Regions from separate parts of the Anas platyrhynchos genome. Here region 1 is linked to region 2. The links are chromatin contacts, called in public Hi-C maps. All regions are on one chromosome and are shown on one strand. The core of a region is the stretch at or near the end of the contact, and the rest is flanking DNA. Distances in the headings are between cores, read along the strand shown.

Region 1 (6,048 bases), core at 1,513-4,012, 160 kb after region 2:
ATGGATCACTGGCATTCCCTGCTGCCAAATCCAATGTTTTGAACACAGCTCTGGTTCCTCTGAAAACAGCAGCAACGTTTCTGGTGATCTGGATGGAGGTAAGGTTTCATCAATGAGCATGATCATGGCAATACTCACTGACCTGCCTCAGATGCTGACTCAAGGCACACAAACCTGCAGGCAAAAGTCTTGGCGACTGATATACTGACATAAGGCAGGCTTCTCAGCCACGAAACATTAACTTCCTTGCAGCCCTCAGAGCAATATATAACCCCCCGCTTTTGTATTAGCTTGCCTAGGTTAATTTCTTCAAAGACAGGAAACAAAAATTAAATAAGCAGAAGTTTTATATCTCAGTCGAGATATAAATGTCAAACAAAAACCACCCTAAGAAATCTGCATGGCTAGGATGAGCAGAGTAGTACTGCTTCCGATTGTTTTATGCTGGTGGTTTTTAATTTGATATATGTAAATCAACCCCCCGTTTAATTGTCAGCCCAGCTGCAACACCTTGTTGCTGACATATGCAGAAATTTCACTAACCAGACTAGCTAAATGAACTGCTTTTTTCAAGCTAAAGTGTCAATAAGCTGTATCAGCTCAGAAAGTCAAGAGTAGGTTTTGATATCAGCACAGTTACAACTGCTACCCCTGATTAACGTGTTAACGTCACAAAATAGTTTTCATTAGATAACTTCTTAAAGTATATCTTACCGCTTTGCTTTCATATAGGGTGGAGAACAGTGGTAAAACGCTGAGAATGTAAAACACTTTTCCTTTTATTAAATAAAATCTGCTGTGTTCTTAGTACTTTGTTCATCACAGCATTATTTCATGAACACAAGGCATTATTAAAAAAAAAAGCGATCCCTCCCCAGTCTCCCCAGCAAAGCTGTACAACATATCTGATTTATCAGCAAGTTATTTGGAAATGTCCCTAATAGGTGTATCTTACCATTTTCAAGATACAGGTTAAGACTCAGGCTCTGCTTCATCTCCAGTGGTAACAAGTTCTGTAGCTCCAGGCCTTCTGCTAAGAATGCTTGTGCTGTTCCCCACCAGTTACATCACCCCGTTCATCCCAATTACATACACCGTAGCTGATGTAGTGCTTTAATAATTTGTTTTATTTGTGTGCTGATTAAAAATTTCTAGATCAAACATTTAATGAAAAGCTCTCCAACCTGACAGGTTTGCTGCTGAATGCAGTCATTTACAACTCAAAACTTATAATAACCAGAGCAAGTGTTGGAAAAGCTGTTCATGCCAAATGCTCAGCAACTGACATATATAATCTTATATCTTTTCATTCAGACCTTTTTTTTTTTTTTTTTTTTTTTTAAATCTGAGACCTAATTATATCGGTTGTAACTGTTCTGAAATGAATGGTGGCAGGAACTAATACTTGTTTATTTTCTTTCCTGACAAGTACTCTGAATAAAAACAGTTTCTAGACATGATGGAATGACTTTTCCTATGACTCAGACACATTCAACGAAATAAGGTTTGAAGAAACCGGAGCTTGTTTTCTGTCTAACAATAGTAATTGAAAATACCCAGAACTTTTAAGTATTTACACCCTTTAGAAACATAGGACTAAAAACTACATAGGGAGGCCAGAAAGTCTCCAGCAAACAAGCTCCTGCCCTGAGTTTTTTCATTTCAGTGAGATACTGCACTTATTCACTCAGGCTTATTTCAATTTAATGAATTTCTCTTTTCAGTTTGATTTTATTTTTTATTTTTAATTTACAGGTGCCTCTTAAAGTAAACAGTCATATTTCCAACTGGCAACATATTTGATGTTCTTCACAACTCCAGGGCAAACTGGAGTTTTAAAATAAGCTACTTAATAATGTAGGAAAGGCACATAAAACTCCATGTTTATTTCCATGTTGCAAAGATCTAAGCAGCTCACTTTTTGCAAACTGCTTAGCTGCCAGTACTTCAGTTATTTCAGCTTCTTTAAGGAGTAAGCTGCAGAGTTTGGCTCTGCTTTATAAAGTTATTTAAAAATTTTGTTGTTGCTCTGTAGTAAGGAGTTTAAAAGAAATATCAGTAAATTCTATTTGAAAACTGGGTGAAGTCTCTGCTGAAAAAGAGAGATACATCTGTCAAGTTAAGTACAGTAATTGAAATGGCATGAAAATGCTTTCAAAATACATATTAAAAATAAAATAAATAAATAAAAACTAACTTATTGAATACCTTTGTCTATATTCTTCTTTCTTCCCCAACAATGCAAGCATATTTTCTGATCCCAGGAAAGCATTCAGGCTGCCGATTGTTCTCCTGCAATTGCAATTAAAGCTACTTGGCCTTTGACCTTATGTCTCACGCTCAAAATGTGCACCGTGTACAAACCACAGAGCACTCCCTGCTGCATCTGCCTGCTGACAGCACCTCTGACTCATCAGCTCTAACCCTGAAATCACACAGTCGATATCTCTCTATGCAAATGCCATCTTCGAGCAGGCTTTCTGTGGAGCATGCCAGAGCGGCAAACCGGCAAAGACCTGAAACCATATCAATATTCCCAATTTCAGAATGGTTAGGATGCATTGGCGGTCCTGGTGCTGGGTAAGTAAAGGACTGTGATGCTATATATTTTGCAGTCAGAAGGGTAGGTTTGCAACAGGGCTGGGGCTGTTTCTAAAGCAAACACTCCCCAAAAAGCTCGCTTAATCCTCGGGCAAGCTTTTGTAAAGCTGAGCAAGTTCAAGTTCGGCTCTGCGCTGCCTCCTGGGCTATTCCTCATCAGCGGGCTCCCTCTAGAGGGAGCCCGGGGCAGCTGCTGGGGAGCCTGGCCTTCACCCCAACATCAGCATGCACATCTGGATGCACACGGCCAGCGCTGCCCTGCTCCTTCCCCTGGCGTGGAAAAGGCAGCAAAAAGCCCTGGCATGTCTGCTCTGGAGAAGCTGAAGGAAAGCAAATTCCTAGCGTTGTCCACAGCAGTTTCAGCAGCACAGTTGTGCTGTTCTTGAACTTACTGGCACGCTTCTTCACCACCACCACAGAGATCTGCAGGTGGATTTCCAAAACACAGACAAAAGGAGAGGTAGATTTGGGGTGAGAGTGGTGTCTCAGAGTGTCTTGGAGTTAGCGCTTCTGCAGGAGTTGTAAGAGAGAGTTTAAGCTCAGGCTTTCACGGCTGAGCAGGAACAGCATCCCTGTTCCCTCACCCTGCATTTGGGTGCTGAAATTTTGGCCTCACTGGCAAATCCCAGCCTGCTCTAGGGGTGCACACACTGGGCTCAGCACTGCAATGCCACAGCACCTGCCAGGGGAGTTCCATCTGCTGCCCTGACCTCCATCACCAGTCCCAAACATGCTTCACCGTCTCAGAACACATTATTCCCAATCACAAACCAGAACACCTTTGTGATTTTGATTGTTTTTTTCGTGCTACATGAATGCAATAGTCAGTATGGCAGTTTAAAATACCATTTGTACCAGAGTACCTGAAATACATTACTATATGATGTTATAGATGTTGTCTATAGTAGTGACAAGAAACTAAACAAGTCATACCTACAACATGTGATGCATTTTCAAGTAATTAAAAAACGGTTCTAGAGTTGCTTGGGTTTTCTTGATGCCAACGTTTCTGCTGCCATCAGAAATAACACGCATTGCTGTGAACACATGAAAGCAACACAGTGCAGCACACGGTCTATGACTCCTGGTAATTCATCCCCTGGAAGAGTACAGCTCCCTCCAGCAACCAGAGAAGTGTGCATGAATAGCAGAGATGAGCTTCCTGTAGGTTTCAGACATACACGATAGTGTGGATGAATCTCACCTGTAGTTTATATCATACTTGTACTTAAATACTGTCCCTTAAAATCTGATTTATCTGTACCAGTAGGCATCTATATTTGGCCAGTCTCACCTCCAAGTAAGAATGCATTTAGCATACATCTCCCCTTTGCAATGGAAAGGCACAAGGCTGGCAAAGCCAGCTAGCATTACCTAAGCTGGAATACTTGCATGGAGTGGTACAGACCCCATGCAAAGATCACAGCTCTGTCTTGAAAACATGTGTAGGCTGTAAATTCAGCCTCATTAGGATGTATTGGCTCAGGCAGAACATAATGCTGACGTGACTAACCTGCCTCTGATTTTGGAGCTGGTGTGGGCATCATTAGCCCAGGCATCTGCACTATACCTGTAGGCAGTCTAAAAGAGATACAGAAATTTAGACCAAAATTGCTACCTTGAATTTAGGAAGCTGACCATCTTTGACCAGTGCAGAGCTGATCTTCTATGTAAGTTACGCCACAGAAAGATGTATTCCAAAGACTATTTAAATAGCATTATTGAAAACAAAAACAAAGTCTGAAAAATAAGCCTGAGTGGTCCCAACTTATTTTCTTATCTGTGTTCAGTTAAACAAGAACAGTTATTTTCTATTTATTTATAGATGACATTTTTGCTAGGCCAGAGTTATATTATATGTTGTCCAGCTCCCAGAGAACAAAGGAGTGTGTTTATAGAGCTCTTACCTATAATTAGTGTCACCCAGTTAAACAAGGCACCTCTGTTTTATAACTGCCAAAGCTGTCACTTTTTTTTTTTTTTTTCAAAATGAATTTCAGTGGTGGACTACTCGAGCCACAGTTTCTTTAAAAAAGTAGTGTAAAATGTGTTACTACTCTAGACCTGCTATTCTAACCAACCATATCAGGTGGCAGGCTCTGCCACAGTGCCAGAGCTCAGAAAACGCTTCCTCTATTATATTTCCACTTAATTATTCTTGTACTTTTCAATAACTTTGTGTCATAAAATCGTGGCATATAGTCGATTTGGATTAGCTTTATCCTACCAGGTTATGACAGACTTTCAGCCTAGTCATTAATCTGTCGTCATAAGTTTTGGAACCGTATAGACGTGAGAGCCAGCCATATTTAAATTGGGAAGGTATACTTTTTATGAGTCTACATTTAATTAGAATTCCAATAAAAGTGACACATCCATTTGAGGCAGGCTTAATATGCTGAGTTTAACTTTTCTTCGAAACACCTTTCTCTTAAAAGGAATGTCTGCAAAGAAAAACAGTATTTTCTCCAGACATAACAGTCTTCAGGTCGGCCTTTCCCAAGGAAATATGTCCTCTAGAGCAAAGGCCCTATTGTAGGCTATAGCGGATACTGAAGCTTAAGAAGAGGCTGGGAAAGTGCTCAGCTTGAGCTTCTTCATGTCCTTTTACTTACCCACTGAGGGCTGTTGTAACAGCAGTGGAAAAAGTTTGGTACACCAAGCTTCATGGAGACAATAGTGACTGAGCCATGTTGGGTGTTACCTGCACTGCTCCTGCTGAGTAAAGGACATGGTGCACATACCTTCTTCTTCTGCAGGCCTCTCTTCCCCACCTCACATGGATGTCAGAGCCCCCCGGGCTGGCACTGCCATGGCACCCACTGCTCGGTCTGCTCCCTGCAGGTGAAGGGAGCAAGGAGCGATCTGGGTGGCAGGGGACATCAGCAGAGAAGGCAAACCACAGTCACAGAAGCCATGCTGTGCCCACCTTGCTCCTCCTTTGATGAAAGCGTGGGTTGGTTTCCAAACCTGATCAACCATCTCCTCTTGAGAAGACAGGGCTCTGATCCCCCAGGAGTCAAGAAACCAGCCTCTATTTTCCATAGTCAGTCTACCATCTTCTGCAACACTCTCTTATTTTCCCAACTGAGGCAACAAATGGCCTCTCTGTCTAAGAACCTCAGCCAGATCATTCTCCACACTCAAAACACCTACACTATACTAACCATATAACTACCAGGCCTTTAGTCCCTTGGACAGGAGGACACTGGCAATCAGCATCGCCAGCTGATACATTTTAATTTACACGAGCCAAAATAACTCATAAAACTGATGCATTTTTAAATAATTCTAGCAGTATGGATAACATTTGCAGCTTTATAACAGCTAGTATTTTTCCTATTTAAACATATTTTTATTATAAAAAAAATAGGCCTGCTCAAAGTTACATTTGATTTTGCAACACCCTATATTAAGGCCAAGATTTAATACCTGAAAACTGTTTAA
Region 2 (5,601 bases), core at 1,200-3,699:
TGCTCCTTCCACTATGCAAAACCAAGGTGTTCATGCTTGTCCTCACTGACTATAGCCCATGTCAATGAGGCACTTCTGTGAATTCTTTACTGAAAAATACCACTGCCATGCTGGCATCCCTGCTGACTTTTCACATAAGGGTAGAAGACAAACTTTTTGTTGAGAAATGAACCACAGTAAGCTCAATTTTTAAAATCCCAACAAAATAGATTTTAATACATTTAAATGAGAAAAAAAAAAAAAAAGAAGAAAAAAAAAAAAGGATTTATTATGGAAACAGGATAAACAAATTAAAACAATGATGACTAACTCATCTGAGAACCTGCAGAGTTCACTTTATAGCCCAAGATTCCCTCTAACCTGAGTGGAAACAACTGTGAATTCAGCTGAATAGCTTTAATGCAAAAGAAGTAGCACCTGGATCAGTTTCCCAACTTAACTGGGATGTTACTTGCATTCTTTATGTTTCAAACCCTGGGATTTTACCATTTCTCTCCTTTCTTCCCCAAATTTTCCCTTTGTTTCTTCCTTCCATTCAAAGTGAATTTAGTTTCTAGGATTTTGAAGTTTTCTACTGTTTTTGTCCTCCATGTTCATGATTCTGTGTGTTAATTATTCTGCACAGAGATGCCAATCTGAATTCAGCTTGAAACCACTTCAGGGCTTATATATTGTTGTAATTGCTTCATAACTGGAACATATGCCTCACCACCCCGCACGTCAATAGTTGCAACATCATTTTTTTTCTGGCTTTTACCAATACAATTTTACCTCTTTCATATTTGTCCAGATTGCTGCTGCAAAGACCTTTTTGCTAACCCTTTGCCTTGAATATGCCAGCTGTCTCATTGTCCCTTAATTAACTCAATCTCTCCTCCTGAGAAGCTACTTTCTTTCATTTTCATGACCTGTGGTAACCATCCTCCCCACACTTTCCCTAACCTGTTTTCATTAATATTAAAAGTCAGCTCCAGATCAGTCCACCACGCCATCCTAATGCCTCTCAGTGCTTCTGGATAGCCAGCCACCTTCCTGACGCATCATTATTTAAGAATGCTTGCACCTTGAAATCAAGCAGACCACTGCAGAAGCTTGCTGTCAGCCTGTGACCACTTACCACTATTCTCAAGCCTTCCTTCTACATTGCCGTATTGGGCTGATGAACTGCTGCTGCTTCTAGAAATTTTTATTAGTCCCCCCAGGCACAGTCTTGCATTTTTTAATATTGAATTTCATTCCATCGCCATTAGTTCAGTACTCAAAGCTCATCCAGGTTTTTTCTTGTTGGATTTTTTTCCCCTCCTTTTTTGTATGATATCCAGGTCCTTCTCTGTATTGCCAATGTCTCCAAACCCTGCGTCACCAGCAGTACTTGTTATACTTACATTACAGTCATTAAAGAAAATGTGAAACAAAATCAGGTCTGTACTGAACACCACATAGCTCCACACAGAACCTCCTCCAACCTAATGCCTTCCTCTTCAAACCATCCTGGTTCTTTCCCCTCCAGCAAACCCCGTTTTTACACAAGCTAGATGAAGCCTACCTGCCCTGTTTCCTAGAGGAGATTCTCCCACATTAGCTGTGGTTCTTGAGCAGCCCACAGCTGTCAACAGCTTTTACTGAGTGCACATTTGTCAGCATGAGTAACAATGCAGGACAAAGAGTTTGCCTCTGTTTACCAATTCGTTCTTTACTTCAAGAGCAGCCATGCCTGAAATTTCTCTTAGCTGACAGAAGGGGATAAGCAACCTTTCGGAAAGGTTTTAAGAGGAGAAATGTTGTAATTACAATGTAAATAAGTAGTATGAATACTACCGAAATGTTTAAGTCACATTTCAGATGTCTTCTGACTCTCACTGCTGTATCAGAGGAATTTTACATCCGTGCCCCAAAGAACTGAGAAGCCCTCTGTGTCATGCTATCCTGTGCTTACCACACTCATTACTGGGAAGTATCATTATGCAGAACTTTGGCATTCCTAAAAGAGATTTCAGGAATGCCACAGCAAAAATGGATGGTTTGTTTACTTGATTAATGCCACGATCTATGATTACAAATCTGTCTACTGTAGCTTTCACAGGAAATTATTTCAAGAACTTCACTTCTGGGTGTTGCTTAACATCCAGTACCGACTCCACTATAAACTCACACACATGATTTATCTGGTGGCCAGCATGTGTGGGAGGAAAGATCTAGGAGTCTGACAAGACTCTTTACTCCCTGTAACTTTCAGGCCATCACATGTAGAAATCTAGACTGTTTCACTCCTAAGCCTGTTTGTAAATTCTCAGCCAATGCAAACTATTAATATTGAGCTAAGTGAGTGCAAAATGAAAGTGATTAGGCACATACTTTAAAAAAAAAATTATACGCACATGTTTTACTAGCTCTAAATGTTAAACCAGCCGATTACATCATACCAACACAGTAAAAATGACTCCAATGTAACCAAGGGAACTGTTTTTGCTAAATAACAACTGAGTCCCTTCATTTAATCTGAATTCACACAAGATGCAAGTTTAGCTTAATCTCACTTCACAGAAATCTCATGCCGTAATTCCACGGTGGCTGTTCAGACCGGCTGGGATGCTCTTGCTGTTGGTTCGTAGGGCAAAGCTCTCTGGGGACTGTGGCAAGGCTTTCTCAGATGAGGGGCCCTTGTCTGTTGTATTTACTATTCTTGGTGGCCTGCCAGCAGCCCCAAATTTGGCAAAGTTCAGAGCACAATCTGCAGTTGCGTTGCTTGATTATTATTAATATTATTATTTTTATTGGTTCAGTTAATATGTTTCCACTTTGTTGTATCTTAATTCTGCTTTAGTTGTCAGCGTTGCCTAGTCTGTATCTCCAGCCTGAAGCAAGGTAAGGATGGGCCAGGGGCAGCCACCACAATTGTCATCTAACTGTTCCCCAGATTGGCTAGTAATATTCTTGTTCGTCTATATTTTAGAGACCAGTTCATGAAACCTCTATTTAGTTTCACCTGATTTCCCATCTGGTCAATGTTTTCATAGTGTTCAAACAAAAGGTATTAAATATTTGTAATCACGGTTAAAAGAAAAGGAAGCTGCAGATACCCAGAAGCATCTTCAGGGATTTAAACAAATGGTAGCTGACCAGGTAAACACAATGCAAACTCAGAGTTAATTCCAGGATGTGTCTGGTGTGATTTCATCTGCCTTACTGCTATGTTCATAATACACATATGTAGGGGCATGTATCTCACAAACGCACACTGAGATAATAGATAGTATCACACAGAAGACATTATACATTTATTATAAATGTAACTATGTAAAAAAGAAGAAGATGACTTAAAAAACTACTGCAGGATGAATGACATTAAAACTTATGTTTATAGTTGCATTTTCATTTTCATTCTATCCCCCCCCCCCTTTTTTTTTTTCAGATACTTTTAAAACCTTCCAAAACTATCCCTTTTTAGGCTGAAATACTGCAGGCCTGGTCTTTGCCAGATAATGAATATTTTAAAAAATATTTCCTTAAACCACTTTGTCTGTCTTTTATAAGGACAGTGAAAAGTGTAAAGAGTTCTTCAGTTAGAAACCCTGGGAACTGAAAGTTGAACTTTGCCATGAAAACAGTTCACTAAAGAAAAAAAAAAAAAGACTTTAGAGGGTATTGATAAAAGTTAGTTTTCATTTGGCAAAACTCTTCAGAGTTCTGTTTTGTTTAGGGCAATTATGTTTTCCACAAGTTTTCTTGCTAAGCTTTTAAATCATGCACCTAAGAAAAACAACTCTATTTTTCATTTCAGCTAACCTGGCTTCTATAAAATATTTATAGGGACTAAGAAAAAGGTCTGTAAACTGCTGTAAACTGCAGTGTTAGTGAATTTAGAAAGAAGCACAGATGAGAGAGACAGTCTGATATGCAGTCTGGAGCTCAGCTCTGCTAATTCACAAGAAATGTTTTCATACAAGAGCTTTCTGTTTTGTCTTCTTCACACATATATTTGATCTAATCTGCTGGCTCTCCCAGTCTACGATACCAATTTTATTCTTCCTGTTCTCACTTACTCAACATACTCCAGGCTACATCTGTGACCTCCCTGGTCTTTCTGCTCCCCTCCAACTCATCTCTTCCCTTCTAGTAAAAATACCAGGTCCTTGAGGTTTCTAAGTCTCTCTCTCTCTTTTTTTTTTTTTTTTTCTCTCTGTCTCTCTCTTTCCCTGAGAAGAAGATATCAATGCAGTTCACCAAATTATTATTTATCTTTTTTCAAATTCCACCAGCTCATATACTTCATAGTGCCTACCTGCACTGAGCTAATAAGCAGCAGAACCAGCACAAGTGACCATGTGAGTTATCTCCTCTGCTTACATGTAAATATTGAGATAAGTTATCTCACCTGCGCACAAATGTTCTCCTGCTCAGGAATCATGCTCTTACGCAGGAGTCTTGCTAACAAAATTATCCCATTTGGAAATAACCAGTTCCAATGTATCTTTACAAACTGCTTTAGGAAACATGTATTTAGCACGTGCCAGATAGCACTGCAGGCAGCAGGCTGAAAATAGACTAGCAGGTCAAAGCGATATAAATAGAATAAAATAACAAAGATCCATTTTTCATCAAAATAGTCTCAATGACTGAGAAAATTCAGAATTCATATGTTTTACAATATAAACTGTTGCTAAAAATGTTTTTCAAACATTTACCACAAGGTGCCAGCAGTTCTTTAATGCTTTTTTTTATTTTCAATTCTTGTTGTATATATTCAAACAGTGGTACAATGTGGCAAAGACTGCAGGGAGGAAAGTCACAGGAGTATTAATGCCAGGATCAGAGACTATTGACAGAGAACAAGATCCCAGGCACATAACAGTAACCTCAAAAGAAAAAAGAAGACAAAGATTGAGTTGAGTCATTTGTGCAAAGGTATGAAGCATGCCAGTTTGTGGTCATTTGGATTTTGTTTGTACTTTTGAAACCAGACCAATTATACTAGCCCAGACTACAGTCAGGATGCACAGCTACTAATGTCTGTTTTACCTAGATCTTATCCCCTACAAAAATTAGAGCAAATACCTTATACAATTTAGCTACAACCACTCTCTTTGGATTATAACCCTTCCCAACGTTGGGAGACTTACACAATATGGCTGCATAACTACATATTGGGGGATCTGACCTCAAATGAGAAAATGAGGTGTGTTATGCAAAGCCATCTGCCATTTGTAAATGTATTAATAATAAAATATCCATTAGGACTTATTGTAGGCAAATGGAATCATTTCTCAATTCACGTTGGCTGAATAGTGTTGATACTAGTGCTCACTTCTGTTAAGTTTAAACAACCATGTTGGTGACAATTTACCAATATTTAGTACCAAAAATAGACTTACAACAATGAAATCAGAATAATTCAGTACCAGAACAGCCAGACTTAAAAGAGGTTGCCTTCTCAGTCTGTTTTATTACATTTTCAATCATATAGCTATAACACGAAAGGTTATTACAAAAATGACCTGAAAGTATCCATACATGTTATATACACTCCATTAAGTCTTAATATTTTATACATATGCAGCTCTTTCCACTCAGAAAGGGTCACAAAGCAATTTACAAACAATA

The links. A called contact is a pair of places that touch in the nucleus more often than the background predicts.
Region 1: a Hi-C map of subcutaneous adipose tissue shows a contact between it and region 2, with 2.1 times the contacts expected there. The contact joins two enhancer-like sites. A contact is called at or near these places in 2 of 8 Hi-C or Micro-C datasets (F1 follicle and subcutaneous adipose tissue).

What each region holds. Positions count from the first base shown.
Region 1 is chr2:123,860,524-123,866,571 of IASCAAS_PekinDuck_T2T, forward strand. No RefSeq gene overlaps it. Among named protein-coding and RNA genes, the nearest start is that of CREB5, 15 kb to the left of the region's middle. Within about 2 kb of position 2,763, at least 5 of the 8 cell types and tissues checked have an H3K27ac peak or open chromatin away from gene starts, as enhancers often do. A contact at or near this core is called in subcutaneous adipose tissue, where this site is marked.
Region 2 is chr2:123,698,157-123,703,757 of IASCAAS_PekinDuck_T2T, forward strand. The region is part of intron 5 of CREB5 (cAMP responsive element binding protein 5); the gene reads right to left. Among named protein-coding and RNA genes, the nearest start is that of CREB5, 150 kb to the right of the region's middle. Within about 2 kb of position 2,450, at least 1 of the 8 cell types and tissues checked has an H3K27ac peak or open chromatin away from gene starts, as enhancers often do. A contact at or near this core is called in subcutaneous adipose tissue, where this site is marked.